Regions from separate parts of the Ovis aries genome. Here region 2 is linked to region 1. A link is a contact called in public Hi-C data. All regions are on one chromosome and are shown on one strand. The core of a region is the stretch at or near the end of the contact, and the rest is flanking DNA. Distances in the headings are between cores, read along the strand shown. Region 1 overlaps TMEM182 (transmembrane protein 182). Region 2 holds the start of TMEM182 (transmembrane protein 182).

Region 1 (7,093 bases), core at 3,347-5,846:
GTTGAAGAGCACAGGGCTGCAATCTGTCTACCCAGGTTCAGGTTTACTGCTTAGAAAGTTTAAACTTTAGTAGCTGAGCAACACTGAGCATGTTTCTAACGTCTCTGTGTCTCTGATTCATCACTGGTAAAATACAGATGACACAAGTGCCCACCGAAGAGGGCAATAAGAGAAAGGAACAGAGGAAAGCGCTCCAGGAGCAAGATGCCCCAGACAGGACGAGCACATAGCCAACACTGAGCTTTGGCCTGCGCTCTTGCTGTGGCTAGAAATATCATCCTCTGAAACCTTCTGACGCGTCAGAGCTTCTCATGTGACAGGACTATTTCAGGACGGGCCAAGAGGCACGAGAAGCAGCTTGCCCTGGTTTCTCCTTTCTGAGACTTCATGGAAGCAGAGAGGGAAAAGGTGGTTTCACGTGTCTGCCCGGGCCTTGCTGGAATCCTCCACCAGGTGGCGCCCGTCACCTCACAGCCCCCATCTAGGGGATATTTCAGAAAGCGCATCAGGTGAATCCAGACTGGTGCTTAGTCGTATTAAGGACGTTTTCTGTTTCCACTGTCCAGTCAAGCAAGCCTCCTTCCCCTCCACAGCAGCCCCTTGGTCATAGGAAGCAGAGATTCCTCCTGAGAAAATCCAGCCCGTGTCGATCTGATTATTCAGACAAATCTATACCTCACGTGCTTCTCTTCTACATAAGAAAGTGTATGTGAAGGGAAAAAAGGCCTCAGAAAACACATAACATAATCTAGTGAAGAAAGCAATATGCCTTGTCCACTCAATGCTAGTTATTTTCCAGCAAATGACAGTTTGGGGAAAGGGTGTGGAATGAAACAGAATATTTGCAAACAAATTAAACCCCTCACAGTACCGAGTAAACAGTAGATGTTAATAATCCACGAACTTTGGAAGAGGAAAAGGAGGCAGATGGAAACACACTCTGCCCGTCCACCTTGGCAGAATTCACTCCAAACCAGAGATCCTATTTATAGGCCAGAAAGTCTTGTCACCTGACATGTTTAAGACTCCTCAGGCTGGAGGTTAATTATTCAATGCATTCGTTTGCAGGCCTGTTACTCTAGTTCTCAGCTCAGACACATCTTTTAAAAGAGGGTGGGGAGCATTTACTTATCCCAGTTTCAAATTAAAGCTTTTTTTCAAAAACGTTTCACCAAAGCTATTACTGAGCAGGCTTCTCACATCCTCGATTCACCTGGGCAGGAGTTGACCACAGTCCAGATGGTCCCCAGCAAGGATGGTGCAACCAAGGCTGGGGTGGTGGGGGCGGGGGTTACTCCTCTCTCCCCCTCACACCCGCCTCCCCTCTGCAGCCGTCACCTGGCTCAGAGGTTAAACTGACTGTGATGCGTCCTTTCTGAACTCCTCTTCCAGGGACTTGTCCCTTTGCTTTAGTGCCACATACAGGCAGCTCTTATTTTACTGCTGCTCACTTGACTGTGCGTCTCAGATACTGCATTTCGTAGTGAAGTTAAGGTCTGCGGCAGCCTGCACCGAGCAAGTCTGTCAGCGCCGTTTTTCCACAGGCCATTTGCTCACTTTGTGTTTCTGCGTCACATCGTGGCCGTCCTCACACTATTCCAACCGCTTTTCAGACATAATGGTATTGCACACTAATGGATTACAGCAGAGAAGGGTCTGGAAGCAAACCCACCACCTCTGTGAGGTGCCCCTGTGTCTATCACGTTGACTCCCATTCAAAACCAAGAGAGGGCAAGTCTGATTCTAACAGTCTGTGCCACGAATCTCAGCTGAGAAGCAATGTGGAGGAAAAAAGCAACTTTCAAAGATGCATCTGAGAAAGAAAAGCACTATGACTTTAAAGTACTTCTGTAAATAACAACTCTTCTAAGCTCTTCCCTATTTAATACCAGCCAAGGTTGACTCACTCTGGTACTTGATATTTATAAAAATTTAAAAAAAAAGTCAGATTGAGGACATTGAAATTCCACATGAGAATAGTATCAGAATCCAACATGATGATTTTCCTAGACAAATCCCCAAATGTGACAACTGAAGATGCAAAGCAAGTGTACAAAAACAGGTACTTTTAGAAACATAAGAGTCACTGGTTCCTCTGTTCCTACTTAGAAGGCAGACCTGTACACCTGAGACTCTGGACTGAGCACAAGGAAAAGCTGAGCAGCCATCCTGCATTTCCGGAAAATCCAAGACACTAATTCTCCTTCAACAGTACATCCGCCTGACAGATCAGCAGTGCCTACTTAGTATTCATGACTATTTCCCTCTACCGCCCACCTCCAACAGACCAGAGCCCTGAATAAAATGCTCAAGTCCTGTACTTTGGTACATATTTGGTTCCATACTGAGAAGTTATGCTTTTGGTTTTCTCTGAAAGCCCACTTCTTGCCTGCTAAGAAGATAGAAGCGTTAGCAAAGCCACCGGCAAGCCCTTGCAGGCCCTCCAGGCCAGTTTCCCTCACAGGGAGGTCCCCTCAGCTGCCCCTGGGTCAGCGGCTATTTATAGTCTGGGTCTCTCACTACAGGGACTGGAGAGGGCAGGGGCACTCAGAAAGGTGTGTGTGCCTGTAAGTGGAGAACGCCTGCCTCCAGGCCATCAGCAATTCTTCCCTGAGCCCTCCTGCTCTTGGTCTGTTTCCTCCACACTCTCCTCCGCTCTGACTATTTGGCTTTATCTGGAGGAAGATGTGAGGAGCTGGGCATGATCCCCAAGCCTCCTGTGAGCCACATGTTTGGTCTCAGCCAAAGGAGAGTGAATACCCGACATACGTCCCTGGGATTCTATGAGCTACTTTTTCTGGCATTAAAGTAAAAAACGTCTCCTGCAGTATGCATCCATCACATCTGTGTTTTCTCTAGAAATGAGTGCGGTTCACCATGAACTACTACAAATTCCACTGACCTTTTAAAGGAATAAGAAAACACACCGCAAACCCGATGTGCTTCTGAGTCAGTTTTACCCTCTTGTAGAAGAATGTCATATTCCCTTCACATCCACTTACTTACCCCCTGACCCGTTTTAAGGGGCTCCCATCCCTACCCTCTTAGAAGGCACTGTCCTCCAGACTAGAAGGACATGCTCAGGGTGTCTGCCGCAGGTAACAGAGGGTTTGTATAGCTCACCCCACTCACTCCGCTCACATCCCTGGTGAGCCACGGCAGCGTGTGAAACAGCTGTCTGGACAAGGAAAGGATGTGCCCTGCGGTTACTGAGTGGGGCAGGACTCAGGCCACAACTTGGCCTCCATCACCTTCCAAAGGACTCACTGCACTGCCAAGGTGTCCTTTCCTTTGGCTAACATACCCTGGGCCTGGAGTGTGGGCTTCGATGTTCCTCTTACTTACAAGACGAGCGTGTAGTCTCACTAACATGAGATGCTAACAAGGCATTTAGCCAAGATTCAGAAGTTTCCCAGCCCTCTTGACCCAGCTGAGACTCTGTGGAGTTCTACATCCAGCAGAAAAAAATATAATCCCAGGCTGTCATTCAGGAAAAGGTGATTTCAATTACGGAAGAGAAATCTCTCTACCCTGTTGTTCAGTCACTGAGTTGTGTCCAACTCTTTGTGACCCCCTGGACTGCAACACAACATGCTTCCCTGTCCTTCCCATCTCCAGGAGTTTGCTCAAACTCATGTCCATTGAGTCGATGATGCCATCCAACCATTTCATCCTCTGCTGCCCTCTTCTCCTGCCCTCAATCTTTCCCAGCATCGGGGTCCTATCTAAATAGGTGGCTGGCTCTTCGCATCAGGTGGCCAAGGTACTGGAGCTTCAGCTTCAGCATCAGTCCTTCTAATGAATATTCAGGGCTGACTTCCTTTAGGATTGACTGGTTTGATCTCCCTTGGACTCTCAAGAGTCTTCTCCAGCACAATGAAAAACAATCAATTCTTTGGCACTCAGCCTTCTTTATACCCTGATAAGGTGATAAAATTCACCCAATGTCAGTGTCCCAGAACATCCCAAACCCTGTCCTCATTATTTCCTGTACACTCCGGGATTTTACTCATGCACAGCAATTCCTACATTGATGTCGCTTTGGCCGGCGTTCCCAGGGATGGGGGGAGCCTGGTGGGCTGCCGTCTATGGGGTCGCACAGAGTCGGACACGACTGAAGTGACTTAGCAGCAGCAGCAGGAACACTCAGCCACACAATGATTTTCTCCACATAGTTCAAATGGTTTTTAATGCCACGCCTTCCGACGTCTTTCCCATCATATCGGGTATCACAGGGTGCGGAGAAGCCGTGAGTCAGCCCTCCATAGCTGCCCCACGGAGTTCACACGAGAAGGCGGCTCAGCAACTCTTCAGGCCTTGGAGTGGTGTGGCAGAGGCTCACTTAAGCAGACTCGGGGGCTGTCGCATCCTAACGACCACCTCGCACTTGGTCCGGAACTGAACTTCCATGGCGAACACATGGCCCGGCCAGAGGAGGCATCTGGCCCAGAGCGGGAAGTGACGACACAGGGCCTTCAGACTCTGCCCGAGCCGCGGACAGAGCGCGAGGAAGACCGCAGACCCCGCCCCTGCTCACACTGACAGCTGTGACGTCAGCACGCCATGGCCGTGCGTGGGATGTGCCCACGCGGCCTGCGTGCTGATGCCAGAGTCCTCTGCGTGCTGATGCCAGAGTCCTCTGCGTGCTGATGCCAGAGTCCTGCGTGCACACACCAGCAAGCCCAGTCGGAATGTGGTTCCGCCCTCTCAAGGCCGTCTGTCCAAATAAAGAGAGTGTCTTGTTTGTGGTGTGGATGAAGTAGCTCCGGCAACTGCGGGCCCGGGCCACACCTGTTCCCGACTGCCAGGCCCAGCACGGAGAGTTGGCATGGGGAGACAGCGAGGTCTGGAGTGACCAGCAAGCCCTGAAAAGGAGGAGTTTTGGAATACTTGCCCCCTGGAATGAGAACTCTTCGTTTGAAAACGTGACCTCTAACCACTAGAAAGCTTGATAAATTTGATCCAGTTTAACTCAGTAAATGACTACATGCATGGTTCCATGTTAAATATAGTACAGAAAAATCCTGGCTGCCCCCAAAACCCAGTGATCAGAGCACCTTTTCCTAATATCCCTATAGAATAGAAAAGTCTGTAAGTTTCCATTTCCAATTCTGAGAGTATTAATTGCCTATTAAAATATCTGGGGGTGGAAATAGTAGACAACTGAAAAACTTTTTTAATTTGTCTCTAACACTCAGGCTTATGGATGATTTATTAAAGCCCCATAATTGCTTTAAAAGATGTGTCTCATGGTGGAAATTGCTACTAGACAGTAAGTTTCAGGTATTCCTGAGAATATCACTTTTACTGTCCAAACTGATTAAAAAAAAAAAAAAGTAGTTTAAAAAAATCTCATCCAATGGAATACCTCCTTGTGTTCTTAGGAAATAAACGGCCATGCACAAACAGTAAATAATTGGTCTGTGAAGGAAATTAAAAGTCAGATTTGAAGTCTTCTTGTAACTATCTGGTTGACTGGCTTTCAGGACCCGGCTCCTGGAACACACTAACTCCTCCCTTTCGCATAAAGTCCTGAGCCAAGAGGACCTCAGCCTCATACCCAGTGCAGCCAGAGAGCCACTGAAGAGAGAAAACCTACTGGTCAAATATTAATCAGATGCTTCATCTTTCTTCAAAGTCCTCAACCAAACTAATTCTTTAGATACACAATTTTCTCAAACAAATTATAGAATGGAAAAAAAATGACCAACAATTTTTCAAGAGCACTGCATACACACACATACACACACACAATTCTCTAATAAGATGAAACCCAGGATCACAGTATCTCTGAGTTTAAAACAATCATGTTGCCCATAATGTAACTATTGGACTACTGCTAGTTCATATTCCCTTTATGCAGAAAGGTTTAAGAAGATGGAAAAGCAAAAAAAAAGAAGAAAGAAAGGTTTACATATTTTAGTAGAGGGAGATTCTTTCTGGGAGGATCATGGGGAAATATACACCATAACTAGACCTTTGAATGAAGTGAGGGTAGAGTGTGATTTGGGTGAGAAAATATATTTGGTGAAGAAGATGCTCAGTTTTAAGGCATATAAGGGATTCCAGTTCAGTTCAGTTGCTCAGTCGTGTCTGATTCTTGCAACCCCATGGACTTCAGCACGCCAGGCTTCCCTGTCCATCACCAACTCCCTGACACTGCTCAAACTCATGTCCATTGAATCAGTGATGCCATCCAACCATCTCATCCTCTGTTGTTCCCTTCTCTTCCTGTATTCAATCTTTCCCAGCATCAGAGTCTTTTCCAATGAGTCAGTTCTTCCCATCAGATGGCCAAAGTATTGGAGTTTCAGCTTCAGCATTAGTCCTTCCAATGAATATTCAGGACTGATTTCCTTTAGGATGGACTGGTTGGATCTTCTGGCAGTCCAAGGGACTCTCAAGAGTCTTCTCCAGTTCAAAAGCATCAATTCTTCAGCACTCAACTTTCTTTATAATCCAACTTTCAATCCATACATGACTACTGGAAAAACCACAGCTTTGACTAGATAGACCTTTGCCAGCAAAGAAATGTCTCTGCTTTTTAATATGCTGTCTAGGTTGGTCATAGCTTTTCTTCCAAGGAGCAAGCGTCTTTTAACTTCATGGCTGCAGTTACCATCTGCAGTGATTTTGGAGCCCAAGAAAATAAAGTCTCTCACTGTTTCCATTGTTTCCCCATCTATTTGCATCCTTATGAAGTGATGGGACCAGATGCCATGATCTTAGTTTTTTGAACACTGAGTTTTAAGCCAACATTTTCATTCTCCTCTTTCACTTTCATCAAGAGGCTCTTTAGTTCCTCTTCACTTTCTGCCACAAGGGTGGTGTCATCTGCATATCTGAGGTTATTGATATTTCTCCCAGCAATCTTGATTCCAGCTTGTGCTTCATCCACCCTGGCATTTCACATGATGTACTCTGCATACAGATTTCTCAGGTCAGCTGGTCTGGTATTCCTATCTCTTAAAGAATTTTCCACAGTTTGTTGTGATTCGCACAGTCAAAGGCTTTGGCCTAATCAATAAAGCAGAAATAGATGTTTTTCTGGAACTCTCCTTGCTTTTTCTATGATTCAATGGATGTTGGCAAT
Region 2 (7,093 bases), core at 1,225-3,724, 37 kb after region 1:
CATTGAAATTATAAATTATTTTTTGATTGCCCACAAAGCTGATATGGGGGGAGTGTTTCAGAAAGACCACCCTTCCGGAGGCACCCTGAGGACTGAGTACTTACTGACTGCAGAGTCGTAGGAGGTGGAGTTGTGCTCGCCTCTCAGGAAGGGGTATGGTGACAGGTAAGCGTGGGTGCAGTTCTTCCACAGGGGCTGATTGGCTGGGAAGGAAGGCAAAACAGACGTATTTGTTACTGAGAGGCTGCCTGAAGATTTGTTCCCAGTAGAAGAGAAATACAGGCTGTGGGGGGTACACAAGCAAAATAAAACTACAGATCAACAAGCTCAGAGAATTATTGAACAGGGAGGAACTTCCTTAAAAGTCTCACATGGAATAGCACAGGAGACCTGGAAAGTGGATTCATCTAAAACGTCTAGCTCATGACCTAATCCAGTGGAGAGAATGCCCTTAATATCACCTACAGTTGAAATCACCAGATTTCATTCATTTTCACAACAGTATTCTCCAGTTCCCAACATAATGCCCGACACAGACACACACACACACACAATGTTGTTGTTTAAAAATCTAATAAATTTAGATCTAACTATGATTGGTTCTAACTAATGCAAATTTTCTTCTATATTCTACTTTCAGGGAAAAGATGTAGATGATAGACCATACAAGTTAATGATTAAAGTTTATTTTTAGTATTTGAAGAAACCACGAGAAAGAACTTTAATGTTGTTTGAAATCTTGATGATTTCATCAGATACCCTTTAAGGAGTAAAATATTTTTTCCTTCTCTAAGTCTTGGCAAACTCTTCCTCTTGCAAAGTCTGACTTACTTCACTTTACCAAAGCCTAGATAATTTTCATCGGCAGATCACATGCTTATTCTCCTCCCCCAAATGACAATCAGAAACTCTATGAAATATTTCTCTCAAAATGCCATTTCATCTTAACTTTGTTCCTTTAACATATGCCAATTTACTATTGGCCTATCTTCTGTGATCTCAAATTTTTACGGTATACTCCATAATCTTGACTTAAGTGCCATACTTTGATTTATCACAGGAGTAGTTTTGAGAAGAAGACTAATAATTTCAACCCACAGTAAGTCAGAAGGTAATAAACAGTTCTTTCATTGTTGGATGCAATAAGATAAAGGCTAGCTATTTTCAGTGAATTGATTTTCAAAGATTAATAACAATATAGAAAATACAGTTGAAAGAATGCAACTCTATTTTTAAGGAGCTATTTTATTTCAAAAAAGAACTTTAAAGTTTCTGTGAGAGAATGGAAACATCAAAAGCAAAGCATTTCTTGATATTGCCCACAAACTTGGTTTAAGCCTTAATAGAGCAAGCTTTCATCTGTCACTGCTCATAACTGATCCATTATAAAAAAAGATTTTTTTAAAATTTGAAGCTATTACTATAAAATAATACATCTCTAATTCCGAATTTTTAAATTTGTGACTTCAAGGATTCATAGCTCCCAAAATAAAAACATTTATTTGCAACATAGCAATAATTAGACATTCCAAAAACACACTATAGAGAATATTTGTTTGTTAAGGATGATGTATTTTAAATGTGAGCAAGGAAACAGTGGATTGTCCAATTCTGCCGTAAATATGGACTACAATTTTATGTTAGAAAATAAAATAGTTATTTCTATAGCCAATTCTGTTTACTGAAAAAGAATCAGGAACCTTTGAAAGGAACCTTTGAAAGATACCCCATTGAGATTCCACAGCTAAGAATCCAATCTTGTTTTGTAAGTGACGTGCACCAAAATAAGAAACTGTTCTTTTTTATTGACAAGCCAGGGGTCGGGGTGGGGGGGATATAAGGCTGAATTGTACTTACTGTACCAGAACTGCCAGATATTGGAATCATTCTCTTCCACAACCCCATTAAACCAACATCTCCAGAAGAATCCTTCATGGTGTAAAGTGACGTTTTCTACCTGTACAGAACACAAATGAAGTAACTGGTATCAACACAAGGAACACAATCTGAATAATTACATCTGGGAAATTTTTTAAGCAACGTATTGTTTCCCAAATAATGATGATCATTAGCTTCCTACATCTCTCTTCTGAGAAGAAGTACACATTCCACTCCTATTTTTGGATTCTCAGAAGATACATGAGGCTATCCTCATTACCACCAAGTACAACAATATTTTGAAGCAGAAACGCACATTTTGTTCACCTGAACACTTTGCTACTTCAGTCGCGAGAAGCCAGTAATCTGATCCAAAAGCCACCAGAAAGAGTAAAACCCCCAGAGCACCAAAGAGAGCCCCAAAGAAGATGGCAATATTTAGTCTCATTTTCAGTTCACTGGTTTCTGTTGAACTAAAATAAGAAAATAAATGAGAGCGGACACCCAGATCCTCAGTTAAAAAAAAAGAATAAAGACTTCTGAGCAGGCAGGATCTTCTTGAGAAGCGGCTCTTAGCTGGTGTTTCAGTGGAGTCCCACTCACACGGGCAGTGGATTCGTGTTGCCTCTGCGTTCCCCTGGAGGGCCTCCAGTCCGGCAGCTGAGAATGGCAGGCTATTTTAGGACACTGACTGAGGAGTTGCCTCTCTCCCCAGGGGATCAAAAAATAGCTGACCTTCCCCTGACGGTGGAGGGGGTAGTATCAGGAACTGGCCAGAATCATCCTTATTGCTGTGGGGCAATCCAGAGGAGTGGAAAGATGACAGAATGGTGTGAGGTCACGGCCACACTGGCCCAAAGTCTTAAGTGTCTGAACAGGCTCCCCTTGATCCCGAATGACCGAGACAACCCTGGAGACACTGAAGACCCGCTACAAGGGTAGATAAATCACAGGTGTAAAGAACCACAAAGACCTCTCTTGGATTTAACTGGAAGAAAGGCGTGAGTAGTTCAATCACCGGAGAAGGCAATGGCACCCCACTCCAGCACTCTTGCCTGGAAAAGCCCGTGGATGGAGGAGCCTGGTAGGCTGCAGTCCATGCGGTCGCTGAGAGTCGGATAGGACTGAGCGACTTCACTTTCACTTTTCACTTTCATGCATTGGAGAAGGAAATGGCCACCCACTCCAGTCACTGTTCTTGACTGGAGAATCCCAGGGACAGCGGAGCCTGGTGAGGTCCTCTGAGGATCGCAATTAGTTTTTTTTGGATATTTTTGGAATATAAAATAGTGGGTCAATTGATCTAACATAACACCAAGTACAGTTCAGGTTCATAACCTAGAAATTCATAAGTATATTTAAAAGATCAAGAATATGGTAACATAAACTCTTAAAGTAGAACAAAATACTTTTACGTAGCACATGCTATGACATAAATTGCAGTTCCCAGATGCTATACAAGGTATTCCAAATGATCATCCCCAAAGTAGACTCACGAAAAAAGTCTCAAAAGTATATTATTTTCTAGATTAAAATAAGAAAATACAGCCCACATTTTCTTTTGTTTCTTTCATTTTAAATATTCAACCTCCTTAAAACAGGGGGTCTTACTTGACACCCATAGAAGTCACCGAATAGCAATGTGTCTACACATTCTTCATGTCTAGCATCTCTGGCTCATTTCTTTGTTTTCACTCCATGTCTAAATATGCCAGAGGGAATTTTTTAAGTATTTGTGCAATATTTGAAAACTTTCACTGTCTCTAGTGATTACTGTCTTTTGTATTCAGTTGTAACATGGGTTTCTGCATCTTCTGAAGAGGCATCTGACCTCTGCCAGCTTCCTTCACCACTTTTGTTTGACATGGGATGGATCCTTAGAAACGAAATTGTGTGTGTGTGTGTCTGCGTGTGTGTGTGTCTGTGTGCACATTCAGTCACTCAGTTGTGTCTGACTCTTTGCAATCCCACGGACTATAGCCCACCAGGCTCCTTTGTCCATGGAATTTTTCAGGCATGAATATTGGAACAGGTAGCCATTTCCTCCTCTACTCATCTTCCTGGCCCAGGGATCGAACCTGCGTCTCCTGTGTCTCCTAGGTGGATTCTTTACCACTGAGCCCCTTGAGAAGCCCCCGACAGGCAGAATAATGGGTTCCCAAAGATGTCCACACCCTAATCCTAAACATAACCACATAATCTATGAATACATTACCTTACACAGCAATGACCTAGATTATACAGGTTGACCCAATCTACACACATGAACCCTTAAAAGAAAAGTAGAGAATCCTTCCTGACAGTGGTCAGAGAAAGAAATGTGACTCCAGAAAGAGTTAGAGACTTGCCAGTTTCAAGACGGAGGAGAGAGGCTACAAGCCAAGGAATGTGGGCAGCTTGTAGAGCATGGAAGAGGTAAAAACAAAAAACAAACAAAAAACCAGATTCTCCCCAAGAGCCTTCAAGAAGGAATGCTGCCTACCAACACCTTGACTTTGGGGATTTCTGACCTCTGCAACGGCAGAAGAGGAAAATCTTATTGTTTCAAGCCACTAACGTTGTATTGTCACATTTTTACGGCAGCAGTAGGAAACTATTGAAGATGCTGTTCTATAGTTAATGCAATGTAAGATCAAATTAAGGGGTTTTTCTTGGGGGATGGCTAGGAAGAACGCATCTTCAAGAAGTGCTTATTGGGAGCTTGTGACTGTCCAGGCATTTTATTAGATACACAGGCCCTGACCATGAGGAGTTCATGAGCTAGTGGGGAAAAAATGATTCATTGGAATGAGGTACATAGAGGTTGTAGTAATAAGCTTCTGGTCACCCCACACCCCCTCCCAAGGTAACAGTAGTTGTGGTCATGCAGTTTTGTTGTAGGTGACGATGTTGTTATTTGGAAAGGAAAAGGAATCTTTATAGGAAAAGTTTACTTTATTTTATTAATATTGTAATGGCTTATGATAAAAAACCTATGCATTAATACCAAATCTTTAGCATATGCATTCACAAACACACATATATATACAAACAACTAGATTTTTTAAAATAAGTATAAAAAGAGTGTAGGATTTTGTTATTGCTACAATTCATCTCAATTTTTATCTCTGTCACACACAAAACATCACCTTTCTGGAAGAGGTTCATCAACTAATATTTTTTTCACCATTTTTGGTTTATCCAAAAGTGAATAAGCATCATTATAAAAATGTATATATATATACACACACACACGTGTGAGTGTGTATATGTATATCAAAGCAGCTACTAATTAACCAATCTAATTGTTTTCAACCATTCATTCATGGGCAACTATTTGAGAAAAATACTAGAGACTAGTTCTGATTTCATAAAACTTAACTCCTTTAGCTCAGTTATCGTTATCCTCAGTGTTTATCATGGTGGTTGACATACATGGAGCACCAGAGTAAAATAAAAATCTACTTGTATTATGACTCTTGGCTGTAATGTAAGTACACAGCCTGAGCTATTTAACTGGTTTAAATGTCTTCTTATTTACTTAACTGTGTTTTTTTTTTTTAATCAGTAAACACACTACAACTTAGCAGAAATCCCAAGTCATGTTTAGTTTGTGAGTGATAAGGAGCAAAACATTTTTTTTAAGGTCATAGTTTCCAATCTTGATATTGCAATAGTCTTAATTATCTCAACATATCTACTGAAGCTATCTAAACATTCTACAAAAAAAATTAATTCTGGTTTACTTTATTCTTAAAAAATACAGGAATGACAATGCTTAACATCCAAAAGTGCAAACAAATGTGTAAATAAAAAAAGAAGTCTAACTTTCAGAAACCAAAGTGGTTCTGTGCAGATTTGAGGGTAAATTCATTTCTGTCCTGGAATATTGTGTTATAGATCCACAATCTTTACCTGCCATTCCAACATTCAAAATTTCTGAAAAACAAAAGCTTTTAGCAAACCAAATCTGACTGGCACGAGGATGCAAATAAACGATACTGTGAGTTCTTATACATTTGACTGCACGAGAACAAACGTGTTTGGTTACAGTGCTCACCAGGTTCCACGGGGGTGTGGTGGTGGGGGTGGCAGGTAATGTACAGCACACACATATTGCTACTTTTTCAAAATCCCCCAAATTCTGAGTTCTAAACACACCTGGCCCTAAAGGTTCTATATAAAGGTTTGTGGTCCCAAGTCCTAGACACAGACAATAGGCTGAATGATGACCCTACAATCAATTGTTCCCCTTTGATCACTACTGAGACAGATTTTTACTGCCCATGAACCGTCACTGCCGGTCTCTGTGGCTCTAAGGACCTCTTTAAGTTTCTGTTTTGTGCTGTGGTTCTTGAGTCTCTTGTATGTCCTCCTCCCTGCTCCCTCCCCCATCCAACACTATGACAACAGGACCACAGTCTGTAATCTCATGAGATTATTTTTATAAGCATTCTCATCCTGTACATAGTATCAGTTCAGTTGCTCAGTTGTGTCTGACTCTTTGCGACCCCATGAATCGCAGCACGCCAGGCCTCCCTGTCCATCACCAACTCCTGGAGTTCACTCAGATTTGCATCCATCGAGTCAGTGATGCCATCCAGCCATCTCATCCTCGGTCGTTCTCTTCTTCTCCTGCCCCTAATCCCTCCCAGCATCAGAGTCTTTTCCAATGAGTCAACTCTTCGCTTGAGGTGGCCAAAGTACTGGAGTTTCAGCTTTAGCATCATTCCTTCCAAAGAAATACCAGGGTTGATCTCCTTCAGAATGGACTGGTTGGATGTCCTTGCAGTCCAAGGAACTCTCAAGAGTCTTCTCCAACACCACAGTTCAAAAGCATCAATTCTTTGGCGTTCAGCCTTCTTCACAGTCCAACTCTCACATCCATACATGACTACTGGAAAAACCATAGCCTAGACTAGATGGACCTTAGTTGGCAAAGTAATATCTCTGCTTCTGAATATGCTATCTAGGCTGCTCATAACTTTTCTTCCAACGAGTAAGCGTCTTTTAATTGCAAGGCTGCAATCACTATCTGCAGTGATTTTGGAGCCCCCCAAAATAAAGTCTGACACTGTTTCTACTGTTTCCCCATCTATTTCCCATGAAGTGATGCGACCAGATGCCATGATCCTCATTTTCTGAATGTTGAGCTTTAAGCCAACTTTTTCACTCTCCTCCTTTACTTTCATTAAGAGGCTTTTTAGTTCCTCTTCACTTTCTGCCATAAGGGTGG

The links. Hi-C and Micro-C count contacts between places; a contact is called where the count stands out from the background.
Region 2: a Hi-C map of muscle shows a contact between it and region 1, with 5 times the contacts expected there. The contact joins the promoter of TMEM182 here to the enhancer-like site in region 1. A contact is called at or near these places in 5 of 16 Hi-C or Micro-C datasets (hypothalamus, liver, muscle and 2 more).

What each region holds. Positions count from the first base shown.
Region 1 is chr3:99,005,570-99,012,662 of ARS-UI_Ramb_v3.0, forward strand. All of the region lies in intron 3 of TMEM182 (transmembrane protein 182), which reads right to left. Among named protein-coding and RNA genes, the nearest start is that of TMEM182, 38 kb to the right of the region's middle. Within about 2 kb of position 4,597, at least 3 of the 54 cell types and tissues checked have an H3K27ac peak or open chromatin away from gene starts, as enhancers often do. A contact at or near this core is called in muscle, where this site is marked.
Region 2 is chr3:99,044,235-99,051,327 of ARS-UI_Ramb_v3.0, forward strand. It overlaps TMEM182 (transmembrane protein 182), which reads right to left and starts at 2,475. Exons shown (of 4, transcript XM_042246358.2): 1 at 2,195-2,475; 2 at 1,858-1,957; 3 at 105-203. The coding sequence starts at 2,326.